Linked DNA regions of Mus musculus: region 1 is linked to region 2. Evidence: chromatin contacts called from public HiChIP or PLAC-seq data. All regions are on one chromosome and are shown on one strand. Each heading gives the region's core, a stretch centred on a gene start, on an enhancer-like site or on the middle of the called end of the contact. The rest is flanking DNA. Distances are from core to core; before and after follow the strand shown. Region 1 holds the start of Vgll1 (vestigial like family member 1). Region 2 holds the start of Htatsf1 (HIV TAT specific factor 1).

Region 1 (5,808 bases), core at 1,858-4,357, 35 kb after region 2:
ATGCAACGCAACACGGTGAAAGAAAGTGAACTACAATGTGCATGAACAGAACACAGAGTAAGAAGCACTGCTTCTCTGGCTAGGAGAATTAGAGAGAAGTAACTGAGCAAGGGTTTGAGGAAGTGAGGGAGCAAGGCATGGGGATGCCTGGAGGGTGAGGCACAGCAAGCTGGAATACAAAGCAGGTGATGGTAGAGGTGTGGAAGTTTCTCTGAAACCCTGAAGGGAGAATTACCATATGACCCAGCTAGACCACTTCTGGGTATATACCCGAAGGACCCTAAGTCAACATATGATACAAATCCATCACAGTAGCCAAGATACAGAAGCAGCTCAAGTGTTCATCAGTGAATGACTGGATAAAGAAATCCAGTGAACATACACAATGGAATTTTACATAGACATAAAAACATTAAATCATAAATAAAATAAAACAAAATAATAAAATCTTTTGCAAGAAAATAAATGAAACCTGATCATTGCGTTAGGTGAAATAAGCTAGATTTAAAAAGACAAATACTGCATGTTTTCTCTTATATTCAGAACCTAGATTTAAAATTATGTATGTGTGTGAATGTGTATGTCTATGAATGTGTGTTTCTTTCTGTGGCGTGTGTATATAAATATGAGTCTCATTATGTGGTGTGTGTACATATAAATATGTGTGTTACTTTCTGGAGTGAGTGTGTGTGTGTGTGTGTGTGTGTGTGTGTGTGTATGAAAGGGAATCATTAGAGGGTAGGAACTGATCTTAAGGGATGTAGGAAATAGAGAGGGTAATGGGATATATGTTATATGAAAGCAGAGGGAAGGAAAGGGTAAGTATAGTGGAGGCGGGAGACAAATGGTAACAAAATATAATGATGTATATGACTATGTGATAATAAAATTTGTTACTTTACATACTAGCCAAAAACTCATTAACAATTTCTAAAAAGCTGAAAACAGAGAGCAGGGTGGATTATGGTTGTTGCAAGAAAAATTGGTACAAACTTTTACCCAGGAATTCTTGGATTCTGTGAATGTTCCACAATAAGCCTCATGGTAGTCTTGGGATTAACAGGTTAGAAGGGGGAAAGGATAGAAGCAGGAATCTCTTTAAGAAGATGTGCTGATGGTCCTGGGAAGAAATGATGCCAGTCTAGTGACGCTGAGAAAGTATTTGGGAGGCAGAACCTTTAGAATTTGTGAGGCCCCAGGGAGTTTAGAGGTCAGGTAGGGTGGGGGGTGGGGGCATCCACGTGGGGACAGGGTGGGGTAGGGAGGAGTTATGGGATGTGGAGCAGTCCGAGAGTGGATGGGGGTGGGGTGGGAAATGGAATATGGAGTATAAAAGTATTTTTTAAAAAATTAGAAAAAAAAGAGTTTAATCCCAGATTATTCCCACTATTTCCTACATTCAGGAACAGCCAAAGGTCTTGGCTGGTGAGGACTTATGACATATGGTCCCTCCTAAGACTTCCCCTTCTCCCACTCCCCAGCCACACTGCCTCCTTGCTCTACTATGAGCAGATAATCTTCCTTCTTGGAAAATTTTTCTATCAGGAGATCAGTGGTCCAGTGGTCCACATGCTTTTCTCCCTTCAGGGCTCTGCTGAAAGTAAATGTTATTGTAAAACTCCATCTTCATTACCCTGCGTGAATCAGCACCCTAGCTCAGCATTTCTAAGTCCCTTAATGACTGTTTTTGTCTTCACAGTACTTAACCCACCTAGAGTGTGTGTGTGGTATGTGTGTGTGTGTGTGTGTGTGTGTGTGTGTGTGTGATTATATATATATATAATATATTATATATATTATATGACATACTGAGAGATAGCAGAAACTTTAGGAGATGGGGCCTAATGGAAAGAGGTTCAGTCACTGGAGGTGTGTGTGCCCTTGAATGGGACATTGAGACAGACCTTTTGCTTGCTTTCTCCTTCCTATTTTGGTTTTTGGTCACCACAGGGCAAGAAGCTTCCTTTATGATCTGTGTTTCCTATCCATGGTGCTTTGTTCCATCAGACTGAAAACTCTGAAACGTTTTTTATTATTAAGTTATTATTTTATTTATTTAATCCCAAATGTTGCCCCCTCCTGGTCACCCCCTGCCAATTTCTTTCCCCTTCCCCTTCACCTCTGAGAGGGCGCTCCCCCCAGGTATCTCCCCCCTCCCAATCCCAGGACATCAAGTCCTCTGAAACTTTTAATTCCAAGTAAATCATTCTTTGAGGCTCAACCATTCTTTTAAGTTCCCAACCTTCCTAATGCTGTGAATGTTTAATACAGTTCTTCATGCTGTGGTGACACCCAACCATAAAATGATTTTTGTTGCTACTTCATAACTGTAATTTTGCTACTGTTATGAATTGTAATGTAAACATCTGATATGTAAGATATCTGGTATGCAACTCCTCTGAGAGGGTCCTATAATCCCCCAAAGGCTTGCGAGCTACTGCTCTAAGTTGCCCTGTTGAGGTATTTTGTTACACTCATAAAAAGCTGTTTAACACAGGATCAAAGAAGAAATCTGAGGTTTGACACCAAAAAGGTACCACAGTTGAAAGAATTACACTGAAGATTTTTCAAATGAAGACAGGAGCCCCTTGCTCTGATCTTTCATGGTGTCCTTGTTTGAGCTACTGCAGACTCAGGGAAGTCTTCACTGCCTGTGAAGCCCATGGAAGGCTGGGACAAGACCAGAATTTCAAGAGCCTGGCTCCCTTTGCTTCTCAAGGAAAGTGAGGGAGGATAACACATGTGGAACAAAAGTCTTAGGAGGACAGCTCCCCAGATTTGATATGACATCAGTTTGATGGAACCCAACAACAGTGTCTTAGATGTGTCTGATTCTGTGCACAGAGGTTTGGGGCAAACAATCAGCTTCCAGTTGAGGAGACAATACCACAATATAGTTTTTAATGAAAAAAGTAAAGAAATGTAAAATAGCCATCTGTTTTCCTCATTCCTGCAGGTGCCTAACCAGGTTGACTCGCTGGAGTGCATTTTCCGCATTCTTAATAGATAGCTAGAAGGAAACGCCTTGCACAACCCCAGCTAGAGGGGCAGAAAATTTCAAGGGAGGGTACACATCTCCAGCTCTCGCTTCCAGTGGTTGAGCTCCTCCAAAACTGGAGGATTTTGCTGTCTTGGGGAATTGCTGAGAATTAAGGTAGGAGAAGCTGGAGACTTGATAGTAGGAAGAGGGATGGATATTCACATGGGAGTGAATTGGCGGTCTTGATAGACTGTGCTAAGTGAGATTTAATCAGGCCTTGGGAGGGGGAGGAGCTTTGGCTCCAACTGATCATTTTGATAGCCATCACCACTGACTCTGCGCCCCAACTTAGAAATATTGAATGTATTTTGCAGGAGTGTGGTAAAAGTGTCAGTAGACTATCCATGGGGCAGACCAGAGGCTAGACTTCTAGCTTTGAATTACTTCTGAGATGTTCTACTACAGTAGTTTGGAAAATATTTCAGGGTCTACTTGAAACACTCTGGGTCATTATTTTTTGTTCCTGATATCTCCTTAGAGTCAGTGTTGTACAGGCCAGATCCCCCCCCCCTTTTTTTAAATTCAGGAATACTTACACAAAGCTCATTGGAAGATGAGGCACTTGAGTTTTTCATAGGGATTAAGCCAACTGATAATTCTCAGAATGTGTATGCTTTTAGAATCGAGTTACTCCTCTCCCCATCCCCTCCCCCTTCTCTCTCTTGTTTGAGGTTTCACTGTATTACCCAGGCTTGTCTTTAACTCCTAGGCTCAAAAGACCCTCTTACTCTAGCCTTCTCAGCAAGCTAGAACCACGTGGTTAAGTCGCAACATCCAGCTCAACTCTCTGGATTTAAACATCAACTGCAATTTCTCCCCAGTGAGTCAAGTAGAGCCCAGAGAATCCCTTCTAGGTTGGATCCTGATAAATAACACTAGCTGAGTCTGTGTTCCTGTGGGCAGAGAGGGAAAGAGGCACAGGGGTAGAACTTGGGGGTCAATTCAGGGTCTCCACTTTTCTGCTTAGCCCTCCAAGTGAGCTTGGCTAAAAGGTGGCCTCTGGGGTGACCTCTAGCTTTTTCCTGGATTGGTCATTTGCCATGTGCTTTCTTAGTGTATACCCAGTGAAACTAGAAATGCGGTTGTGGCGTGCTATCGCAAGAATCTGGCTAGTTCTTTCTCTGTAGCTTCGGGGGAAATCAACAAAGGGATCGCAAGCTGTGTCAGGCCTTAGCCAATCAGGGTGGCTGCTGGCGAAGTGGCGCCTAAGAGGACGGTCTTGCAAAAGACTAAGCAGCACCTGCTGTACCAGACAGGTGGAGCCTTCAAGGAAAGTCCGGAAGTCGAAAAGCGGGAGCCTTTCCATTTCTTGAGAGAATTCATAAGGCTGCCTCAGTGTCCTGGCTCACGGCCCTGTGAGGATTACAGGTCTGTCCCATCCCCACATTTGATAGGTGGGGAGACCGAGGCGAGAAGAGGAACAGAGATTTTTCCACTCACCAGGTAAGGAGGAAGGGATAATTGGATGTAGACGGAGGCTGGAGCCCAAGGGCCTGGAATCTGACCGGCAGCTTTGCCGCTACCTAGTTTTATTTCACCCTCTCTAACATCTACTTTGCTTCTTTTAAAATGGGGGTGTAATGCCTACTTTGAGGGTCAGAGAACTGGAGAGGATATATGTGCAGCTTCTGGCATAACTAGGTGTTCTATAGACTGTAGCTTTAAAACGCTACTGTCTCCACATACTCATTCCTTTATCCTTCCCAACACATTTTTTTTGTATTGTCATCTCCACAAATCTGAACATACGTCATACTTTTATCGAGGAATAATTCAGCTACTGTGAAATAGATCTTGAGTGTAGAACTTGATGAGTTTTGACTAGTGTAACCACCACCCTGATCAAGACAAAAGAAAGACGCGGCCACCACGTGGTCCCTGTAATCCTAGCTCTCAGGAGTCTGAGGCAAGAAAAATATGCATTTGAGACAAACCTGGGCTACACAGAGAGACCTTCATGCACTGAGGAGGGTGATTGGGTGGGTGGGTGGGTGGGTGAGTGGGTGGTGGTGGTGGTGGTGGTGGTGTAATCTCTGGGACATTGGCAATGCTGGTGAGGGCTCCCTCTCACTCCTTCCTCTTCAGTTTCCATGCCACAAGCACCCACGATTTCTGACTTCTAGCACCATAGATTATTTGTGCTTGTTTCATATAAGTGAAACCTTATGATGTGTAATCTATTTTATTTGTTCTTTTCACACAATATAATGAGATTTACCTGAGTTGTGTGTATACAGAAAATGTATTTTCCAGGTAAGACTCATTTAAGCCATTTCATTTTGGGGTCTATGATGAACACAACTGTCACGAGTGCTTTTGTAGAAATATTCATGTATACATGGCTTGGCTAGAGTGATTCCCAAAGGAGAGCCATTTAGAAAGCACCCCTGAATCTGGCTGCAGTGGCCCACTCCTTTAATCCCAGCACTCAAGAGGTAGAGGTAGAGACAGGCAGAATCCTGAGTTTGAGACCAGCCTGGTTACAAAGCAAGTTCCAGGACAGCCTGGGATACATTAGAAACTTTCCCAGCTTGTTGCCAGATTCCTTCCTATTGTCTCCAGCATCATCTCACCATAAAAGAACCATAAAAGACTAGGCTGAAGAACTCACGCTTCACATCGTTCTAAGAACAATAGAAGGGAGAGGAATTTATTGTCCTCCACTTCAAGGTTATGCGCTGGGGAAAACCTCAGGCTTTCTGACTCCTAATCTATGACTTCCATGCATTTTACTTCCACCACAAGAAATGGCGTTCATCATTTATTGA
Region 2 (5,154 bases), core at 1,634-4,133:
TGTATACTGGCTCAGGCAAGTATCTAGTGCAAACTGCAATGCTACCTTGAGCCAGATTCTCTATAGGCTTCCAGGAAGCTTTTGGACAAAAGCAACTGGGTGACTTGCAACCTTGACAGAAGATTTTTTCCCAGCTGGGCATGGTGGCACACGCCTTTAATCCCAGCATTCAGGAGGCAGAGGCAGGTGGATTTCTGAGTTCGAGGCCAGCCTGGTCTACAGAGTGAGTTCCAGGACAGCCAGGGCTACACAGAGAAACCCTGTCTCAAAAAAACAAACCAAAAAAAAATATTTTTCCCCATTTCCTTGTGTGTGTGTGTGTGGTGGGGAGGTTAGGGTATCTCCAACATTAAGAGTGTGTGCTATGTGCAATAACAATCATGCAGCGCACTATCTCTTCTATTGTAAACATACTCCAGAATGAAATGGAAGCCTAATAACAAATTAGTGAAAAGATCTATATACAGTTTTTAGATCAAAGCAAGAACTACTTAGCAGTGTTTAAATGCATCTAACAAAATCCACAGCATATATACAAGTTCAGTTCTCCAATTCTTCTACTAAAAACAAGAACCTCGTAAAAATAAGTATATTTGGAAACAACTACTGCTTTAATAATATCACTAAGGTTGAAATCAGATTCAGAGGTCTGTGAGGAGCCAAAATATTCTAGAACCCACCTGGAACCACTGTATTTACAAACAAAGGTGACTGGAATCGGAGTAATTTCTGACAAGCTTTTCCCTATGGTCAAGTCTGGGTCATAGTACTGATGTTTACACATATAGTATTTATTGCTACTTTTTTTCTTTTTTTTTTAGTGTCTTTTTTATTATCAGGTATTTTCCTCATTTACATTTCCAATGATATCCCAAAAGTCCCCCATACCCTCCCCCCCACTCCCCTACCCACCCACTCCCACTTTTTACTTTTAATGATTAAAAATTTTACTTGAATAGTTAACATTATTGCAATGAGCCTTGTTGATGAATGTAATCCATCAAAAAAAAAGCTGTTTAGAATTGTCTACTTTTTGAGTGTAAAAAGATGCACTATGTTCATAGCAGCCTTATTTATAATAGCCAGAAGCTGGAAAGAACCCAGATGCCCCTCAACAGAGGAATGGATACAGAAAATGTGGTACATTTACACAATGGAGTACTACTCAGCTATTAAAAAGAATGAATTTATGAAATCCCTAGGCAAATGGATGGACCTGGAGGGCATCATCCTGAGTGAGGTAACCCAATCACAAAGGAACTCACACAATATGTACTCACTGATAAGTGGATATTAGCCCAGAAACTTAGGATACCCAAGATATAAGATACAATTTGCTAAACGCATGAAATTCAAGAAGAACAAAGACCAAAGTGTGGACACTTTGCCCCTTCTTAGAATTGGGAACAAAACACCCATGGAAGGAGTTACAGAGACAAAGTTTGGAGCTGTGATGAAAGGACGGACCATCTAGAGACTGCCATATCCGGGGATCCATCCCATAATCAGCTTCCAAACGCTGACACCATTGCATACACTAGCAAGATTTTGCTGAAAGGACCCTGATATAGCTGTCTCTTGTGAGACTTTGCCAGGGCCTAGCAAACACATAAGTGGATGCTCACAGTCAGCTATTGGATGGATCACAGGGCCCCCAATGGAGGAGCTAGAGAAAATACCCAAGGAGCTAAAGGGATCTGCAACCCTATAGGTGGAACAACAATATGAACTAACCAGTACCCTGGAGCTCTTGTCTCTAGCTGCATATGTATCAAAAGATGGCCTAGTCAGTCATCACTGGAAAGAGAGGCCATTTGGACTTACAAACTTTATATGCCCCAGTACAGGGGAATGCCAGGGCCAAAAAGTGGGAGTGGGTGGGTAGGGGAGTGGGGAGGGGTATGGGGGACTTTTGGGATAGCATTGGAAATGTAAATGAGGAAAATACCTAATAAAAATATTTAAAAAATGCTTAAAACAAAATAATTGCTGCTCTCCCGCATCTGGTGCTCCTGTCATATTGTTCGCCAACTATAACTGAACCGCCCTTGATTTGTGCATGTCTTAGCTGCTGCCTCAGAATCTCCCTCAAAGCCTGGCACTTAATAGGAGTTCAGTAAATACTTGTCTGTCCTAAAAATATGGACCCCTTCCCTTTTCTAGGTGCATGAAACATCTAAGGAAAAAGCTCAGCTTTTCTTGGAAGACTGTTGGCTGTCTTACTAAGACACAAGGAAATGAGGCCATAGGGTTATGTTTACACTCAAGCTTCAAATTCCAGTCTGGAACACCTCGGACACGTTGCAGTAAGCTGCAGGCAAAAGCTCCTCTCACCTACAGCAGCCAGAGGGTGGTACCAGATGCCTAAAAGGGGGGTGAGATTAGGAAGTGATGGGGCCTTCTGCCCACTGCTTGTTAACTCATGCTTCACTAGACCTCCAAACAGCATGTTATGTGTTTGGGTTACTAAGATGAACAAAACCCGCGTGTACACTAAGGACAAGCATTCGAAAAATAAGACAATCCTCGGCTCCAGTGCAGGGGCGGGGATTTGCGCGAAGGAGGCGCCAAGGTTTCGCGAAGCGGGAGAAACTTGTCCCACGGTCCCACCCACCTCCCCAAGATGGCGCCTGCCGCAAAGCCCATTCCGCGCCAGCTCTACTGGAAGAGTCCTTTTTCAGGCTATCGCTTCGGCCAAACTCGTCCGGAGCGCAGAGGAGCCCGAGGTTAACGAGGTGCCATGCATTTCGGCAGGCTGCGTCCCTAAAGGCCAGTTCCCAATAAGTACAGACACGCGGCGGCAGCCGGGCTCCGAGGCCCCGCCCCCTGGCCGCGCAAGCGTCGCGGACCTTTGACGTCCCGTGGGCGGGTCGGCGCGACCCGCTACGTTGCCACCCGCGCGGACAATGGCGACTGCATCAGCCTGAGGGGGACTTCGCTCTCAACTCGTTGCCTGACGTGGCGGGGAGGAAGCTGTGGCGCCTCCGGAACCGGCCGCAGCGGTGACAGCGCGCCTGCGCGCTTCCGCCTCGCCCTGGCCCCAGCAGCGGCGGCGGCGAGGCCCTGCGGAGCCCGCCAGGTGGGTGGCAGCGACAGCGCTGACCATTTGTTGGCGCAGGCGTGCACGAGGGGGGCGGGCGGGAGGGCGGAGTCTGGGCGGTGCCTCGCAGACTTCCCAGGGTCTGCTGGGGCGCTGCGGGAGGCGGCCCGGGAGTTGCAGTGCACAGTCCAAGCTCTGCAGACCTCTCTTTCTCTGCTCTTGTCCAGCGCCCTCTCGGCCTCTTCACTTCTCTGACCGCGGTGTCCGGGACTACGTGAGAACCATGAGTGGCAACAACTTGAGCGGGAACGATGAGTTTGATGAGCAATTGCGAATGCAAGAATTGTATGGAGGAGACCCCAAGGAAGGTGACACCCAGAATGAGCCCTCTGGAGAAGCCCATTCTTTGGGACAACCACCAGATGACACTCCTTACGAGTGGGACCTTGATAAGAAGGCTTGGTTCCCTAAGGTAAGAAAGAGTATCGGAGTCCCACTGCGGAGCGGGGCCATAGGGTTCACTGGCAGCCCTTGCGGGACATTCCTCTTCTGTTTGCTCCACTGAAGTACTAGGTCTCTGAACCGGTGGTTGGTGGCTAGTCTATTGGTTCAGTCTATTGCATTCCCGATGTATAAAGGAAAGTAAATCTTAGGGTGGTGCCTTAAGTGATTTTTTTGTGCCTTATTAATTTGTGTATGTATGTGAAGGTCACAATTCGTTTTTATCTTGATATTTTTACTGCACAGAGGAAGAACACCAAGGAAATCACATTAGTAAGACTTTTATCCTGTATAGCCAAACTTAATTTACGCTTCCTGTACATGTTTGTGTAGAATGCAGCTTGTTGATTTACAGGGTGGAAGAGGTGTCATTCACCTCTACTGAAGAAACTTTTCTTGATTCTTGTTTTATCTATTAAATTTTGTTCCAGGGCATCTGAGTTCGGACCCTATAACCACAGGAATATGACTAGGAATGCACAGGAAATGAATGAAAGAGATCTATACATTTGTACTTGGGAATTGCTAAGTGTTTAATTTCAACATGGAAATAGCACAAGTGGTGTTGAACCTGGTCTTGTAAACTGTATGGTAACTGTACTCTGTTAGTCTTAGCCTCATAGGAACTTTGGCATCAAAGGGAACTAACAGCGCGACAAGCGACCGGAGAGGCAATCACACAAAACTTTTTCCATTGTGCAGGGGGATTGATTGTTGGTTGAAAAATTTCAGCTATTTATTTGTGCATATTTTAAGCATCCCAAACTGTAAAAATTTACAATTGAACTTCTGGACTGGCAATGCCCACTTGACTGTACATGTGATTTCTTTAAAGAGCGCTTTTAGTAGTCTGACAAACAATTATTTGGTATCTGGGTACCCAAAAGTGGATTCGGTGATGAAATTACTAGTTGACTTTGGGTTTTACCATCTCGTTTATTCAATACTTTTTTTGTTTTATGTATTGGCCACTTTAGTCATATACACTGTAGAGAAGTAGTAATTTATAAACATGTAGGAACGGGTGATAGCATCACTTAAAACTATGCGTGTTGTTTTGGCAGTCTGTGCACCTTTGTCCTACTTTGATCACACTACATGGTGTCCATATAAGGAGACTGGTCTTGGGTTGTACTTGAATTAGTACAGCTGCTTGTGGTGTAAACACTTGTTTTAAGTTTTAGGTTATATTTCTGAATGTACAGCCTTATACCACAGTTTCCACAAGTAAATTAACCTTGTCTGCATGTGTTTTGACTTCTCTATTTAGATCACCGAAGATTTCATTGCTACGTATCAGGCTAACTACGGCTTTTCTAGTGATGGTGCATCCAGCTCTACTGCGAACGTCCAGGACGCCAACACTAAGGCTGTAGAAGAACCTCCACAAAAAGAAGTCCCGGAGACCCCTGACTCCAAAAGGAAGGGGGAAAAGAGAAAGGCTGAATCTGGCAAGTGGTCCTGTCCTTGCCAAACCTGCCTTTAGAAGTGAGATAGGAAAAATTTGTAAATCCGTTTTACATTTTGCAGAATTATAATAGCGTTGAAAGAGCGATGATGTGACGAGTTTTCACTTTCAAATAGGCGTAAAGTCATGAAGAACAGAGGTAGCC

The links. HiChIP or PLAC-seq counts read pairs in DNA pulled down with a chosen protein or histone mark.
Region 1: an H3K4me3 HiChIP or PLAC-seq map of the SCID.adh cell line shows a contact between it and region 2, with 22 read pairs. The contact joins the promoter of Vgll1 here to the promoter of Htatsf1 in region 2. A contact is called at or near these places in 8 of 39 promoter capture datasets (the 3T3-L1 cell line, 3T3-L1-derived adipocytes, the C10 cell line and 4 more), 1 of 484 Hi-C or Micro-C datasets (cardiomyocytes), 4 of 115 datasets of contacts at active chromatin or transcription factors (the SCID.adh cell line, epiblast stem cells, extraembryonic endoderm stem cells and 1 more) and 3 of 9 other capture datasets (adipose tissue, liver and pancreatic islet).

Annotation. Positions count from the first base shown.
Region 1 is chrX:57,084,999-57,090,806 of GRCm38.p6, forward strand. Vgll1 (vestigial like family member 1) reads left to right here and starts at 3,108. Exons shown (of 8, transcript NM_133251.2): 1 at 3,108-3,154; 2 at 4,293-4,483.
Region 2 is chrX:57,050,687-57,055,840 of GRCm38.p6, forward strand. It overlaps Htatsf1 (HIV TAT specific factor 1), which reads left to right and starts at 2,884. Exons shown (of 10, transcript NM_028242.2): 1 at 2,884-3,079; 2 at 3,268-3,512; 3 at 4,812-4,992. The coding sequence starts at 3,324.